Regions from separate parts of the Danio rerio genome. Here region 1 is linked to region 2. Evidence: chromatin contacts called from public Micro-C data. All regions are on one chromosome and are shown on one strand. Each heading gives the region's core, a stretch centred on a gene start, on an enhancer-like site or on the middle of the called end of the contact. The rest is flanking DNA. Distances are from core to core; before and after follow the strand shown.

Evidence for each region. A called contact is a pair of places that touch in the nucleus more often than the background predicts.
Region 1: a Micro-C map of caudal fin shows a contact between it and region 2, with 4 times the contacts expected there. The contact joins two enhancer-like sites. A contact is called at or near these places in 2 of 18 Hi-C or Micro-C datasets (caudal fin and embryo).

What each region holds. Positions count from the first base shown.
Region 1 is chr7:76,596,966-76,604,682 of GRCz12tu, forward strand. No RefSeq gene overlaps it. Among named protein-coding and RNA genes, the nearest start is that of dhx15, 310 kb to the right of the region's middle. Within about 2 kb of position 3,961, at least 3 of the 62 cell types and tissues checked have an H3K27ac peak or open chromatin away from gene starts, as enhancers often do.
Region 2 is chr7:76,195,651-76,203,343 of GRCz12tu, forward strand. All of the region lies in intron 2 of ppargc1a (peroxisome proliferator-activated receptor gamma, coactivator 1 alpha), which reads right to left. Among named protein-coding and RNA genes, the nearest start is that of ppargc1a, 38 kb to the right of the region's middle. Within about 2 kb of position 4,886, at least 3 of the 62 cell types and tissues checked have an H3K27ac peak or open chromatin away from gene starts, as enhancers often do.

The DNA.
Region 1 (7,717 bases), core at 2,711-5,210, 400 kb after region 2:
ATAAATAAATACTTTTGTTTGTTAAGCACAAATATTCGTTTCAAAAATATTTCTAAATTCAGTTCTAATTTCCAGCAAACAAATAAATGAACAATAATAACAAAATGTGCTCAAAAACCTGAGTTATATCCTAAAACACCTGCTGTGCCCCATATGGTCTCAAACCTGACAGCTGGACAAATCTAAGCTTGTGTTTAATAAAACAAATATAAATATGGATATAATAAATAATAGCGCTAATAATATTAACATTATACAAAAGCAAATTGTTATGAATGAACTGAAAAAGCCTCCCGAGATGAAGAAGACATAAAAGCAGTGATTTTTCATATTTATGTAGGCTAGAAAATAATATGTTTTGTAATATTTTAATCCTTTATATTTATATCCTATATCTATTCTTATTATATCCTATATATATCCTTAATATTTAAATTTTTTTCATATGTAAAGATATTTGCCTTTTGCTCTCTTGTGCGTATGAAGCAGTGCGTAAGCGAGGCGCAACTCTGCGCTGGAGTTTAGACCGGGTTAGTTTTGGTCGAATGAAAAATCTATTATAGATTCTCAAAATAGCAACGCGCCAGCAGTCCGCCTCAGAACGCCTTCCTTTTTAGACCAGAACGCCTATGGACGCTCATATGAGCGCTAATGCATTTGCTATTTAAACAGCTTAGCGCAACGCCTTAAAACGACTCTTGCGCCAAGCTGAAACTACCAAAAGACTACTGCGCCACGCCTTGCGCCACACTGCACCGGGTGTATGATAGGGCCCTTTGTCTTAAAGTGACTACTGTATGCTTAGTTTTTGGCCGGCAGCGTGCAGGAATTACTCTTATTACTTAACCATATACACCAGTGGTTCTCAAACTTTTTTCATCAAGTACCACCTTAGAAAAAAATTGTCTCTCCAGGAACCACCAAAATGAGCAGCATTGAAATACAGTAGCGTAGTTGGCCCAGTAAAGCAGCTACAACTCTGCACAGTTTAAAAACCTGGCAAATTACCTCAGAAATATAGCCTATATATAATATATGGCATATTATATACATCATTTTTAATAAATTTTGAATTATATGTAGCATGTACATGACATTTTTCATTCCTCCGTGTACCACTAGAAGGAAGCCCACGTACCACTAGTGGTACACGTACCACAGTTTGAGAACCACTGATCTACACTCTATTTCAGAGTGAATATTCAGAGTAGCGGTAGACACTATAGTGAGCACGTCACAGGCTGTCATTGTTCAAAAATGAATCAATGTGGATATAAAACCAACTTCAGCTCTGGCTTGGTGGAATAGCGCTATTTACTGATGTTTTACTGTTAAACTAAATATAATTCGACATTGTCGATGCTGTTAAAGGACCCTTATAAAACTAAAAATAGTCACATTAATCTTTCACTGGAAGATTTCAGTGGCTGAACAACACTTCTGTGCATATAACCCATCCATATCAACACAATCCACATCAGCTCTGCGTGACTAAAAGAGTTGTAAAACAGAACGTTATCTGTCTAACAGAAACACTTCAGCCATGGTGTCATTGGTCTTCTAGCGTGCAAAACTAACTTGAATATTGATTCAGGATTTTCAAAAGTTTTGATTCAGCATTTGTTTAACGTGGATGGGTCTGTCTATATTCTAACCCAGAAGATAAATGTACATATAAATACATTTAGATCATTTACTTTAACCGTTACTATTTAAATGTAAACAACCTATTTTTATTATGTTTAATCCACTTAAATTTGTCAAAATAATTAAGATAACATAATTAATTTGTGTTGGGACAATATGAAGAAGCTGTGTGTATATTTTACAGTGTAGAAAATGCTTCTTGGTTTGAAAAAGCTTAGATATTTGGATGAGAAACTAGAGCTACTAAACTGGCCTACTTGACTTTATTTGTCTTCTTGATAAATCTACTTTTCGAGCATTAGCTCTCTTTAAAAATATCTCTTCGCATCTACAGGACAAAGAAAGGGTCTCGAGTGACCAAACGTGGCACTAAAATAAATGATCATATAGAAAAGGGAAAAACTAAAAGTATTTTTATGAGTGTAAAACTAAAAGCAGCTGTATAGTTTATAGCCAGCACTGTCAAATGGTTTAAGACTTTCACGAACTTAACTTGTCAACTCTCATTTTGAGCAAATGCTTTACATTTTGTCATACGCTGTAAATTATACTGTATGTATTTTAAAAGATTATTTGGGTATGTTTTACATAGGAACAAAAGCACATTTAGCTTCTGTTGAAGTTTCTTTGTAATTGCTTAAAATGTATTTAGTAAGATTGTCAGTTATTTCATTCCTTCATTCATTCATTCTTCTGCAGTTTGGTTTAAATTAAAACCGTTTTTATTTATTTATTCATTTATTTATGCATTCATTTGTTCATTCTTCTGCAGAAAGCCCTATTTCTTTTGGTTTGGCTTGAATCAAAGCACTATATATTCATTCATTCATTCATTCATTCATTCATTCATTCATTCTGCAAAAGCCTTATTTCTTTTTGTCTGGCTTGAATCAAAGCTTTATTCATTCATTTATTTATTTTTTATTTGTTCGTTCGTTTATTGATATGTTAATTTATTTGTTAATTCATTATTGTATTGGTTCTTCTGCAAAAGCCTTATTTCTTTTAGTTTGGTTTGAATCAAAACACTGTTCATTCATTCATTCATTCATTCATTCATTCTTTCTTTCTTCTGCTGAAAGCCTTGTTCCTTTTAGCTTGGCTTAAATTAAAGAAGTATTTTTTTTTATTATTCATTCATTCATTCATTCATTCATTCATTCATTCATTCATTCATTCATTCATTCATTTATTCTTCTGCAATTTCTTTAAGTTTGGCTTGAATCAAAGTCCCATTTATTCATTAATTCATTTGTTTGTTCGTTTATTCATTCATTCATTCATCATCAAAAGCCTTATTTCTTTTAGGTTGGCTTTAATCAAAGCTTCATTCATTCATTCATTCATTCATTCATTCATTCATTCATTTATTTGTTTGTTTGTTCATTCAGTTGTTAATTTCTTTGTTAATTCATTAATGTATTGATTCTTCTGCAAAAGCCTTATTGCTTTTAGTTTGGCTTGAATCAAAGCACTGTTCATTCATTCATTCATTCATTCATTCATTCATTCATTCATTCATTCTGTCATTCTTTCTTCTGCTGAAAGCCTTGTTCCTTTTAGCTTGGCTTAAATTAAAGAAGTATTTTTTTTTATTATTCATTCATTCATTCATTCATTCTTCTGCAATTTCTTTAAGTTTGGCTTGAATCAAAGCCCCATTTATTTATGAATTCATTTGTTTGTTCGTTTATTCATTCATTCATTGATTCATTCATCATCAAAAGCCTTATTTCTTTTAGGTTGGCTTAAATCAAAGCTTCATTCATTCATTCATTCATTCATTCATTTATTTATTTACTCATTCATTCTGCAGAAAGCCTAATTTATTTTAGTTTGGTTTGAATCAAAACAGTATTTATTCATTCATTTATTCATTCATTCTTCAGCAGAAAGCCTTGTTTCTTTTAGTTTGACTTGAATTAAAGCATTCATTTCTTTCTTCATTCATTCATTCATTCATTCATTCATTCATTTTTCTGCAGAAAGCCTTTTATTTCAATTTAGTTTAGTGTGTTATATGTGTATTGATTTGTGTATTGTTGTACCTATAGAATTGTATATTGTAAAACAGGCCATTTGTAAACAGGCCAATGTTTTAATTGTGTGATTTTTTTTGGTTGTGTTATTTTGTACTCTAATTAATGGAGCGTGTGTGAGAGCATAATGTACCGTGTAGTGGTGTGTGTGTGTTTTTGCATTAACTCTTTAATGTATTTTTCAGAGTCAATATGGCAACCGTGAGCAAGGTCTGTGTGGAGCAGCAGAGCGAAAGCCACCTGTCTCTTTCTGGATCCAAGCTTTTTACAGCTTTGTGACCATATGCTGCTATAAAAACAGCACAAGACGCATACAAGACAAGCTTCCGGCCCTTTCTTCCTTTCTCAAATCTCTGGACGGGGTTTCGTCTGTCAGCGTTTTGCTATCTGCATGCTGTAGGTCAAGGGTTGGACATACAGACATTTCATTGAGGAGCTACAAAAGCTGTTCTTCATGAGCGAGTCCTGAAAGTCACGGGTGGCCAGTGGTTTTATATTTCACTCCAGATAAATCACAGCAGCACAACTGAACAAAGGCCACACCACATATGAAGATCAAAAATACCTTATTATTATTATTATTATTATTATTGTAAATATTAATATTATTAATGATAAAAATAAGAATAGTATAATAATAATAATAATAATAATATATTATTATTATTATTATTATTATTATTATTATTATTATTATTATTCCAATGGTGTTGTTGTTGTTATTTTATTAGAAAATTTTCTTATTTTTATTGTCTTAAATTATAAGTTTAATAACAACAAATATTTTATTATTATTAATAATATTATTTTCGCAGATGTTATTATTCATTAGAAATTATACATAGTATTCTTATATCTTATTGTCATATTTTATCATCTTTAATAACAACAAATATTTTAATATTATAATTTTTATTTTTAAAAATTTGATTTGTTTTGCAGAGGTTGCTATTATTTTTCAAAAAATATTATATATATTATAATTTGTATTGTCTGACATTATTATTTTTAATAACAGCAAATGTTTATTAATATTTTATTATTATTAATATTATTATTTTTGTAGATGTTGTAATTTTATTAGAAAATTATTCTTAATTTTATTTTATTGTCTTATATTATATTAATAACAACAAGTATTTTTATTATTATTATTATCATTATTATTATTGCTGATGTTGTTATTATATAAGAAAATTATTCTTAATATTATTGTATTTTATTGTATCCTTTTCTTATTTTTAATAACAACAACTTTTGTTTTATTATTTAAATATTTTTAATAAAAACAAGTTTTATTATTTTTATTATTATTATTATTATTGTTTGAATTATTATTGTTATTGCAGGTGTTGTTGTTATTATTAGAAATTATTCTTAATACTCTTATATTTTATTGTCTTATATTATTGTTTTAATAACAACAAATTTTATAATATTATTATTGCAGATATTGTTGTTGTTATTTCATTAGAAAACAAATATTAATATTTAGATTTTTTTAATTGTTAAATATTATTGTTTATAACAACAACAAATGTTTTATTATTAATATCATTGTTGTTGTTATTATTATTATTATTATTATTGTTATTATTATTGTTATTATTGTTATTTTTGTTATTATTTTATTATATTATTATTATTATTATTATTATTATTATTTTATTATTATTATTATTATTATTATTATTATTTAACAATAATAAATAAATATAGCCGTTTTAAATAATTTTATATTACATGTAATAAATGAAATAATAAAAATCAATTCACTAATAAGTATTAATATAAAAAATATAAAACAATAATTATAAATAAACAAGTAAAATCATTCATATTATAGATTTGAATATACCAAATTACAGATTATTGAGTTTTTATTATACACTAATTCAGATGGGGTAGCTATCCATCCAATAAAATAATACCTACAGTCTTACAGATGATGAAAAGACCCTCCTTCTGAGCCCAAACCCCACCACAAAATCACATTCGTCTACATTCCATCACATTATATCTCTCAGTTCTATCACATTCCCACAAATCAAGCCTCAGATAAAACCCAGCATACAGACACAGAACCGAATCTATACAATCATGCCAATCAGCCGCTGGAGTCCAGAAACAGTCCCTCTTCAAAGGTAATTAGTCTTCATATTGTGGCGTGTCCATCCAGTTTGGCCCACGCGGCTCTCGGGAGCGAACACACGGACATGGTTAATAGGCTCTGTTAATGAGCCAGTCCTTTATGATCAATCTTATGCGCGGACTTCCAGTTTATGAGCATGGCGTGCTGGGGATCGCTCTGGGAGAAAACCTGCTATAATTGTTATGTACATATATGGAACGAGCGTCCGCAGAGGAACAGCGGCGTCCTTGTGGCTGCTAATTTAAACACACTCCGGTCTGGGCCTTTTCTAGAGGGCCAAATGCCCTCTTCGTCCTCAACCACCTGGTCAAAATACTAACAGCTGATTTGCTCGTGACCTCCAGAATGGCTATAAATCATACCTCACCTCTAGCAGATCTAGCCACGCTCCTCTATATGACAAGATTATAGCCGTTTTTTAATCGCTAGAGGCCTCAGTATGGGCATCCCCAGGTGTAAATAGAGCGCAATAAAAATAATTAGCATACCTGCTGTTCATAGTATATTTGCTAATGTATCCTACAGTTACGTGATGCATTTTGTGTAAGCTTTACAAAAAGATAGCTCTTTAATCTTCCTATGATCTCAGAGAAGGCTTTTTTCAGAGTTTAGGAGCCATATGTGAGAATGTTTGACCTCCTTTAGTGGACTTTGCTTTTCTGGGTTCTAACCGAAGCCCTGAGTTTTGACATGTTTTCACTCTTCCTCTCATCTTTCACTCACAGCAAACTGATAATTGAAGGGGAGTGGCTAAGTGTATTTTGGCCAATACATGAAACTGACGGAAATTGCCTTTCCAGAGTGAAAGCAAGTGGTCAACCGTCTGGTCAAAATATTCACACATCCTATAGTTATGTGGCACATTGTGCGTAAACTTTTCTCTTGTTTTGAACTGAGAGAGTGTCTGTCTCAACATCAGACATTGTTAGGAAGGCTATTCCAGAGTTCAGGAGCCATATATAAGAAGGGTCGACCTCCTTTAGTGGACTTTGCTATTCTGGCTACAACCAGAAGCTCTGAGTTTTGACATATTGTCACTCTTCCTCACATCTTTCACTCACAGCAAACTGATAATTGGAGGGTAGTGGCTGAGTATATTTTGGCCAATCCATAAAAACTGATGCAAATTGCCTTTCCAAAGTGAAAGCAAGTGGTCAACCGTCTGGTCAAAATATTCACACATCCTACAGTTATGTGGCGCATTGTGTGTAAGCTTTACTCTTGTTTTGAACTGAAAGAGTGTCTGTCTCAACATCAGACATTGTTAGGAAGGCTATTCCAGAGTTCAGGAGCCATATATAAGAAGGGTCGACCTCCTTTAGTGGACTTTGCTATTCTGGCTACTACCAGAAGCTCTGAGTTTTGACATTGTCACTCTTCCTCTCATCTTTCACTTACAGCAAACTGATAATTGGAGGGTAGTGGCTGAGTATATTTTGGCCAATCCTTAAAAACTGATGCAAATTGCCTTTCCAAAGTGAAAGCAAGTGGTCAACCGTCTGGTCAAAATATTCACACATCCTACAGTTATGTGGCGCATTGTGTGTAAGCTTTACTAAAAAGATAAGTCTTTAATCTTGTTTTGAACTGTGAAAGTGTGTGGCTTAACCTCTGACATTATCAGGAGGTCTATTTCAGAGTTCGGGAGCCATATATGAGAAGAGTCGACTTCCTTTAGTGGACTTTGCTATTCTGGCTACTACCAGAAGTCCTGAGTTTTGAAATGTTTTCACTCTTCCTCTCATCTTTCACTCACAGCAAACTAATGTTTGGAGGGGCGTGGCTAATCATATTTTGCCCAATCGATGACACTGATGGAAATTGACTTTCCAGAAAGGAAACAATTAGTCAACCGTCAAAAAAAAACGTCAAAGTATTA
Region 2 (7,693 bases), core at 3,636-6,135:
TTAAGTAAATTGACTAATCCAAATCAGCACCATAGACTTGCTCCTAGTAAGTTCTCGAGATCTACCTGACCTCAAACTCCCCTCTTGCCTGGCAAATGGGAGGGAACCCCAGGCTCAAGGATCTTATGAGCTCAGGGCTCTCTCCTGGGACCGCATGCCAAACAAGCTTATAATCAATCATCAGCTAAGTAAGAATGTCATTTTAAGCTGAATAGTATCTTGAAAAATATCTAGTCAAATATTATGTACAGTCATCATGGCAAAGATAAACTAAATCAGTTATTAGAATTGAGTTATTAAGACTATTGTGTTTAGAAATGTGTTGGAAAAATATTCTCTCCGTTAAACAGAGACTGGGAGAAAAAATAAACAGGAGGGCTGATCATTTTGACTCTTATGTTATCCCCCTGGTAGCATATTGGCTAGTTTTACTCAGCTTCAAAATAAAAGTCACTATCCAACACCGTTATACAGCATGGATGTGCAAGGATAAAATGTAGAAGTACTTCAAATGTGTCCGCTGGTTAAAAAGTCAGTAAATTATGAGGTAGTTTTCATTTTAAGGGGAACTTATTCCTTTAAGCTTTTGTTGTTGTCATCCTGCATATCCCCCTATGACCTTTGGGCTGTTGGCAGGCTTGTGAGCAGCACACCGGCAGGGCGGCCCGTCATTTGTCACCCTGATATCAGCAGCAGGGCACATCATCACCGGCACTGCACCAAGCACACAGAGGAGCAACAACACAGCAGAAACACAGAAGCTACAGCAGTCTTTCTTTAATAAGGCATAAGTGTTAACTGCCCAGGGGTCAACTGCCTGTGTGAAACCACATAGCAAAAAAAGCACTTACAGATTGAATGACCGCATGTATGCGTGTTTTGCTCATATATGAGTATCCGTGAGGATACGAGTGGGGTTACAGACTCCTATATATATATTTATATATATAAATGTATGGTAATTGAAACCACCAAACGCATGTGGAAATGCAGTCAATTTGATTCGGCTGCAAAAGGTCGTGCTATTCAATTTACACTCAATGCTGAGTACAGTAGCCAGCAAAAACACCTGAAAGCAAATGATCTTATCAGAACCCACCGCAACACTCTCATCCCACTGGGTAAAAGCTATTTGCTGATTACTAAATAAATGCATTATCTTTTACCTTGACTTTCATCTTCTGTAGGTGAGGGAAGAGCAGCCGTACCTTGACTTTGCGAGACGATTGCTCCCATTATGTTTCAAATCAGCTTTTTTTTCCCTATTCCAAACGTATGAAAACAACCTACACGGTATAAAAAGATGCTGGGTGGTTATAGTAACCCAATGTAGAATCAAATATGGACAAACTAAAATAAAGTTCCATACCACAGCCATCTTTGTTTTGAAGAATCCCACCACTATAGAAAACACAAGACATGTCACTCATATACTTGTGAATGGGGAAAAGTGTAATATGGCAAATTAAGCCCCGCCCTTAAGCACAGGAGTCAATCAGTGATTGCTATATGGTGAATAAACCCCGCCTTCTAGTACAGGAGCCAATCAGTGATCGCTGTAGAATGACAATACTCCAGGGGAGGGGCTCGAATCAGACGTGAGTTTCTGAAGTTTTTGTGTAATATGAACATTTAGAAATGAAACTAAATAGACAGCTGTTGTTTAATTTTATTGGTTATTCCTAATATGTAATGTAATCGTAAGCTTAGCAAGTAGTTTTGGAGAATTTGATGTTTCCCCATTCAAACAGTGTGCCCGAGCATACTGCCTGAGAGACGTTTCAAAGATGGCCACCGAGTAAAATGACTTGCCTTAAAGGGACTTTGGGGTGGCACAGCGGCCCAGTGGTTAGCACTGTTGCCTCACAGCAAGAACATCACTGGTTCTAGTCCTTACCAAACTAGTCGACGTTTCTGTGCGGAGTTCAAAATCAAATTAAACCCCAAATTAGCACCATAGACATGCACCTAGTAAGTTCTCGAGATCTACCTGAGCTCAAACTCCCCTCTAGCCTTGCAAACGGGAGGGAGCCCCATGCTCGAGGAGCTTATGAGCTCAGGGCTCTCTCCCGGGAGAGCATGCCAAACAAGCTTTATAGTAGGTAGGTAGTGCTGGCGCCTCACAGCAAGAAGGTCGCTAGGTCGCTGGTTCGAATCTCGGCTCAGTTGGCGCTTCTGTGTGGAGTTTGCATGTTCTCCCTGCCTTTGCGTGGGTTTCCTCCGAGTGCTCCGGTTTCCCCCACAGTCCAAAGACATGTGGTACAGGTGAATTGGGAAGGCTAAATTGTCCATAGTGTATGAGTGTGTGTGTGTGAATGTGTGTGTGTGGATGTTTCCCAGAGATGGATTGCGGCTGGAAGGGCATCCCCTGCGTAAAAACTTGCTGGATAAGTTGGCGGTTCATTCCGCTGTGGCGACCCCGGATTAATAAAAGGACTAAGCCGTCAAGAAAATGAATGAATGAATATTTTCAGAAGTGAAGGCTGAGTAAATGTTGACAGAACTTTCAGTATTGAGTGAACTGTACTTTTAAACAGACCCAATATTGGACTATGACAAGCCAGCATTTTTTGGAGTGTAGGTGTGTGGTTGGAGACATGGTCAGCACAGATCCTTATCACTCTGATGACTCTGTGATGACTATGAATGTTTACATGGCAACAAGAAAACAGAACCGATTTTTTTTTCCTTTCCACTATTGGTGTTTTGGTTTCTCTTTGGTCTTGCATTTCAGACACCAAAAACAATGTAAATGAATGTTCAAAATGCATCAGTTTTTAGTATTTAAATAAATATGTTATATAAAGCACACTTTATAAACATTCATTCATTCATTTTCCTTCTGCTTTGTCCCCTATTTATCAGGGGTAGCCACAGCGGAATAAACCAGCATATGTTTTACACAGCGTATGCCCTTCCAACTGCAACCCAGTACTGGGAAACATCCATACACACTCATTCACACACTTAAACAGCCAATTTAGTTCATTCAATTCACCTATAGTGTATGTCTTTAGAGCTGGAGCACCCGGAGGAAACCCATGCCAACATGGGGAGAACATGCAAACTCCAAACAGAAATGCCAACTGACCCAGCCGAGGCTCAAACCAGTGACTTTCTTGCTCTGAGGTTATAGTGCTAACCAATGAGCCACCATGCTGCCGCACTTAATAAACCATCAGTTGATAAAAAAATAAAGGATGTGCTGACCCGGTAATCTTCAACAAAGAATCCTGAGTGCTAAATTTAATCCAGTAACCAGACATCACATCTGCCAAATGGACAAGTCTGACGGTGATGTGTATATTGCTATTATTATGCAATGAACAAAGGATAATTGCAAACTACTGCATTTATGGCAAGATCTGTAAACATTTTCAAAATAATGAAGCCACAATAATGAATCCATGCATGCTTTTAAACCTTTAAAAGCTTTGTCTTGATCTGGGATACAAATTACAAACATGTATGATGCAGATATGCATATAGAATTAAAACAAAATGCTAAAAACTGCATTTTTTAAGAAAAAATAAATTAAAGCATCACTCAGCTGCTCTTAACATATGCCCACATGTTATATAGCGCAAGAAAATACTGTATATATTGTATTAACTACAGATGAATACACTGCACTGCAAAATAAATGTCCTGTTTCTGGTCCAAACATCTAAAAAGGACTGAATCAAGAAGCATTTTCTAGACCAGGGGTTCCCAAACTATCTTTTTAGTAACGCATACACACAATGCATCACATAGCTGTAGGATGTGTGAATATTTTGACCACTTGCTTTCACTCTGGAAAGTCAATTACTATTAGGTTTATGGATTGGGTAAAGTATGCTTAGTCATGCCCCTCCAACAATTAGTTTGCTGTGAATAAAAGATGAGAGGAAGAGTGAAAATATCTCAAAACTTAGGGGTTATGGTAGTACTCAGCAAAGTCTACTAAAGGAGGTCGAGATTTCTCATATATGGCTCCTAAACTCTGGAACAGCCTTCATGATAACGTCCGAGGTTCAGACACACACTCTCTCAGTTCAAAACTAGGTTAAAGACCTATCTTTTTAGTAAACCTAATACACGATGCAACACATAACTGTAGGATGTGTGAATATTTTGACAAGGTTGACCACTTGTTTTCACTCTGCAAAGTAAATTTTCATCGGTTTTACAGATTGGGCAAACTATGCTTAGCCACGCCTCTCCAACCATTAGTTTGCTGTGAGAGAAAGATGAGAGGAAGAGTGACAATATCTCAAAACTCATGCCTTCTGGTAGTACCCACAATAGCAAAGTATACTAAAGGAGGTCAGGATTTCTCATATATGGCTCCTAAACTCTGGAATAGCCATTCTGATAATGTCCAAGCTTCACACAATCTCTTACACACATAATTTTTCTCAAGGTTTTGTTCCTTTAATTTCAGCAAAAGTTTTGTTCATGCATCCAATGTAAGCCAACTAAAGGAGGCAGAGCCTTCTCATTTATGGCTCCTAAACTCTGGAATAGCCTTCCTGATTACGTCCGAGGTTCAGACACACTCTCTCAGTTTAAAACTAGATTAAACTTTTAAGTAAAGCATTCAGACAATGCAACATAACGGTATGATGCACTAGTGTGCTCCATGCAGGTGAGTGAGCTTGACAACCACCTGTAGGACACACTCCTTCTGATTTCTCTCAAGGTTTTGTTCCTTTAATTTCATCAAAAGTTTTGTTTCTTGGCACTGTCGCCACTGGCTTGCTTGGTTTGGGACTTGTGGAGCTGCGCATCGATGGATTTGCTCTTTAGTGTTTGGACTTTTAGCAGTGAAAATTAAACCACACTGAACTAAACGGAACCGAACTTCAACTCTGAAAACTGGACTGTTAGTGTACTGTTATGTTAAGCTGCTTTGACACAATCTACATTGTAAAAGCGGTATAGAAATAAAGATGAATTGAATGTGTCTCCTGCAATGGCATTCATTCCTCAAATTCAAGACATTGTGCATTTTGTTTGTTAATTTACCCCCTCTGTTAAAAACTGCACTGTGACGCCACTAAGCTATGTCCGAAACACTCTGTACCCTGCAGTGCATAAGCCCTGAAACAACCAGCGTTCCTGGAATTCAGAGATCCAAACTCCCCCCCCCCCCCCCCCCTCCTCCCTGTGATGCCGAAGTATTAAATAATCCAGGAAACGCCTGCACCGGGACTCACTTTCTCTCCCGGCCCAGAGTCTAGCCAGACGCTTGGGGCTTATTGGCTTAGCATTTCCGGCCAGGTTAGAAAGAGACGGGCCCTGAAAGGCTCTTAGAAGAGATTACCATCCTACACTAAAAATAGCCCACAAAGGCTATCCCGCACTTACGACTGGTGACACGTAACAAAATGTGAATATTACTGTACGGGTGACTGCGTTTGGGTGCTTGTACATGTCATAATAATTCACTCCTGTCACAGTTTGGCACCAAACACTATACTGATTCGACTCTATATACAGCCAAGACTGAATTTGCTCATACCGCATGACAAATTCTGACTTAAAGTTATTTCTATAAAGGTTATATAAATACGTTATTTAAAGTTTTTTCAACCAGCAATTTTATTTTGGGGACCGGAAATGATAAAGGCTTCTCCCAAATGATACTAAGACAATGTAAAAGAGACATCATTGTGGAAAACAAAAAACCTTTATCGTCTTTTATTTACATTTAAACAAGTCAGAATTTGCCTGCTGAATAATTTCAGGCTTGACTGTGTGTTAAAGAGCCAAAATAGAGTTGAAATGAGATGATTTGAATAGAACTGCTATATTATTTAGAAGTACTCATTAAAATGCTCATTAAAATGCTCAATGTGGTCATCTTTTAAACATAACTCTATGAATATGCTGAAAGTAATGACACCAACATGGAAATATATATGATTTTGCAATTTTTTTTTTTTTTTTTTAGAAGTTAGTTAATTTTTAATTTAATTAGAAGTTAATTTTGTTAGACACATGTGCTTGCACTTCCTGACTTCATACAACATCTAAAATGTCTTAAATATTGCAATATATTCAATAATGCATGTCATGGTTCAATTATTAAAATGTATTAATAAACATACATGCTTAAATGTGCACTTGATTCATTTATATATATATATATATATATATATATATATATATATATATATATATATATATATATATATATATATATATATATATATATATAAATTAATTAATAAAACATGTAGGTAGCGCTGTTGCCTTAACAGCAAGAAGGTCGCTGGTTTGAGCCTCGGCTGCATCAGTTGGTGTTTCTGTGTGGAGTCAGTGCTCCGGTTTCCCCACAGTCCAAAGACATGCGGTACAGGTGAAGTGGGTAGGTTAAATTGTCCATAGTGTATGAGTGTGAATGAGTGTGTATGGATGTTTCTCAGAGTTGGGTTGCAGCTGGAAGGGCATCAGCTGCGTAAAACATATGCTGCATAAGTTGGCGGTTCGTTCCACTGTGGTGACCCCATATCAATAAAGGGACTAAGCCGAAAAGAAAATGAATGAATGAATGTATGAAAAAATGAATACATAATTTACATAAATCTTTAAATAAATAACTATTGAAATAAATAAATATGTAAATAAATAATAAATGAACAAACATATAAATAAACATATAAATAAATATTCATTAAACAAATAAATAAATAAATAAATACCAATAAAAACTAAATATAAAAATAAACAATAAATTAACACGTGCATAAATAAATAATAAATAAATATATAAATAATAATAAAAAATAAATATAAAACAATTTAATAAATGCATTAAGATTAAATAAATAAAAAAATTCGAATAAAAATAAATATATAAACAAACAACTAAATAAATAAATGAATAAATACCAAACAAATATCTAAATAATGATAAGAAATAAATATAACTAAACAATAAATAAATGAATGATTAAATAAATATATAAATAAGAATAAAAATAAATGAACTAAAAATAAATAAATAAATAAATAACAGTGACGTGGTGGCGCAGTAGATAGTGCTAGCACCTCACAGCAAGAAGGTCGCTGGTTCAAGCCTCATCTGGGTCACTTAACATTTCTTTGTGGAGAATGAATGAATAAATGAATGAATGAATGAATGAATGAATGAATAAATAAATGAATAATTTAAATCATAAATAAATAATTGAAGATGATGATAATAATAATACTATAATAATAATAATAATAATAATAATAATAATAATAATAATAATAATAATAATAGTAATAAGTGTTAATTTTATTACGTATGATATATATTGTCCTGTTGTCATTTGCAGCAAAATATGCCCTTTTTATTAATTTTGTTACAGTATTTCAAGATTTGAAGACACTTGATCAGTCGTTCACAAAGTAAATCCTAAAACTTCCTAAAACTGATAATAACTTTGTAATGGCCTCTTCAGTCAGTTCTATAGCAGTATATACAGTACAATGCATTTTTAATACATGAGCTGTGTCACCCCTAAATTATCAGCAAAACATAAGCCACCATTAAACCCTAGGACAGTACTGGTTGTACTGTTGATGTCTTATATTTATCACGGCAGAGATGACATTTGGCAGCACATCACTGCAGCTTCCACCACGAGCTGTCCAAGCCAGACTCATAAAACAGGATTGAAGAGTCTGACCCCGATGTCCAAGGAAAACCCCATG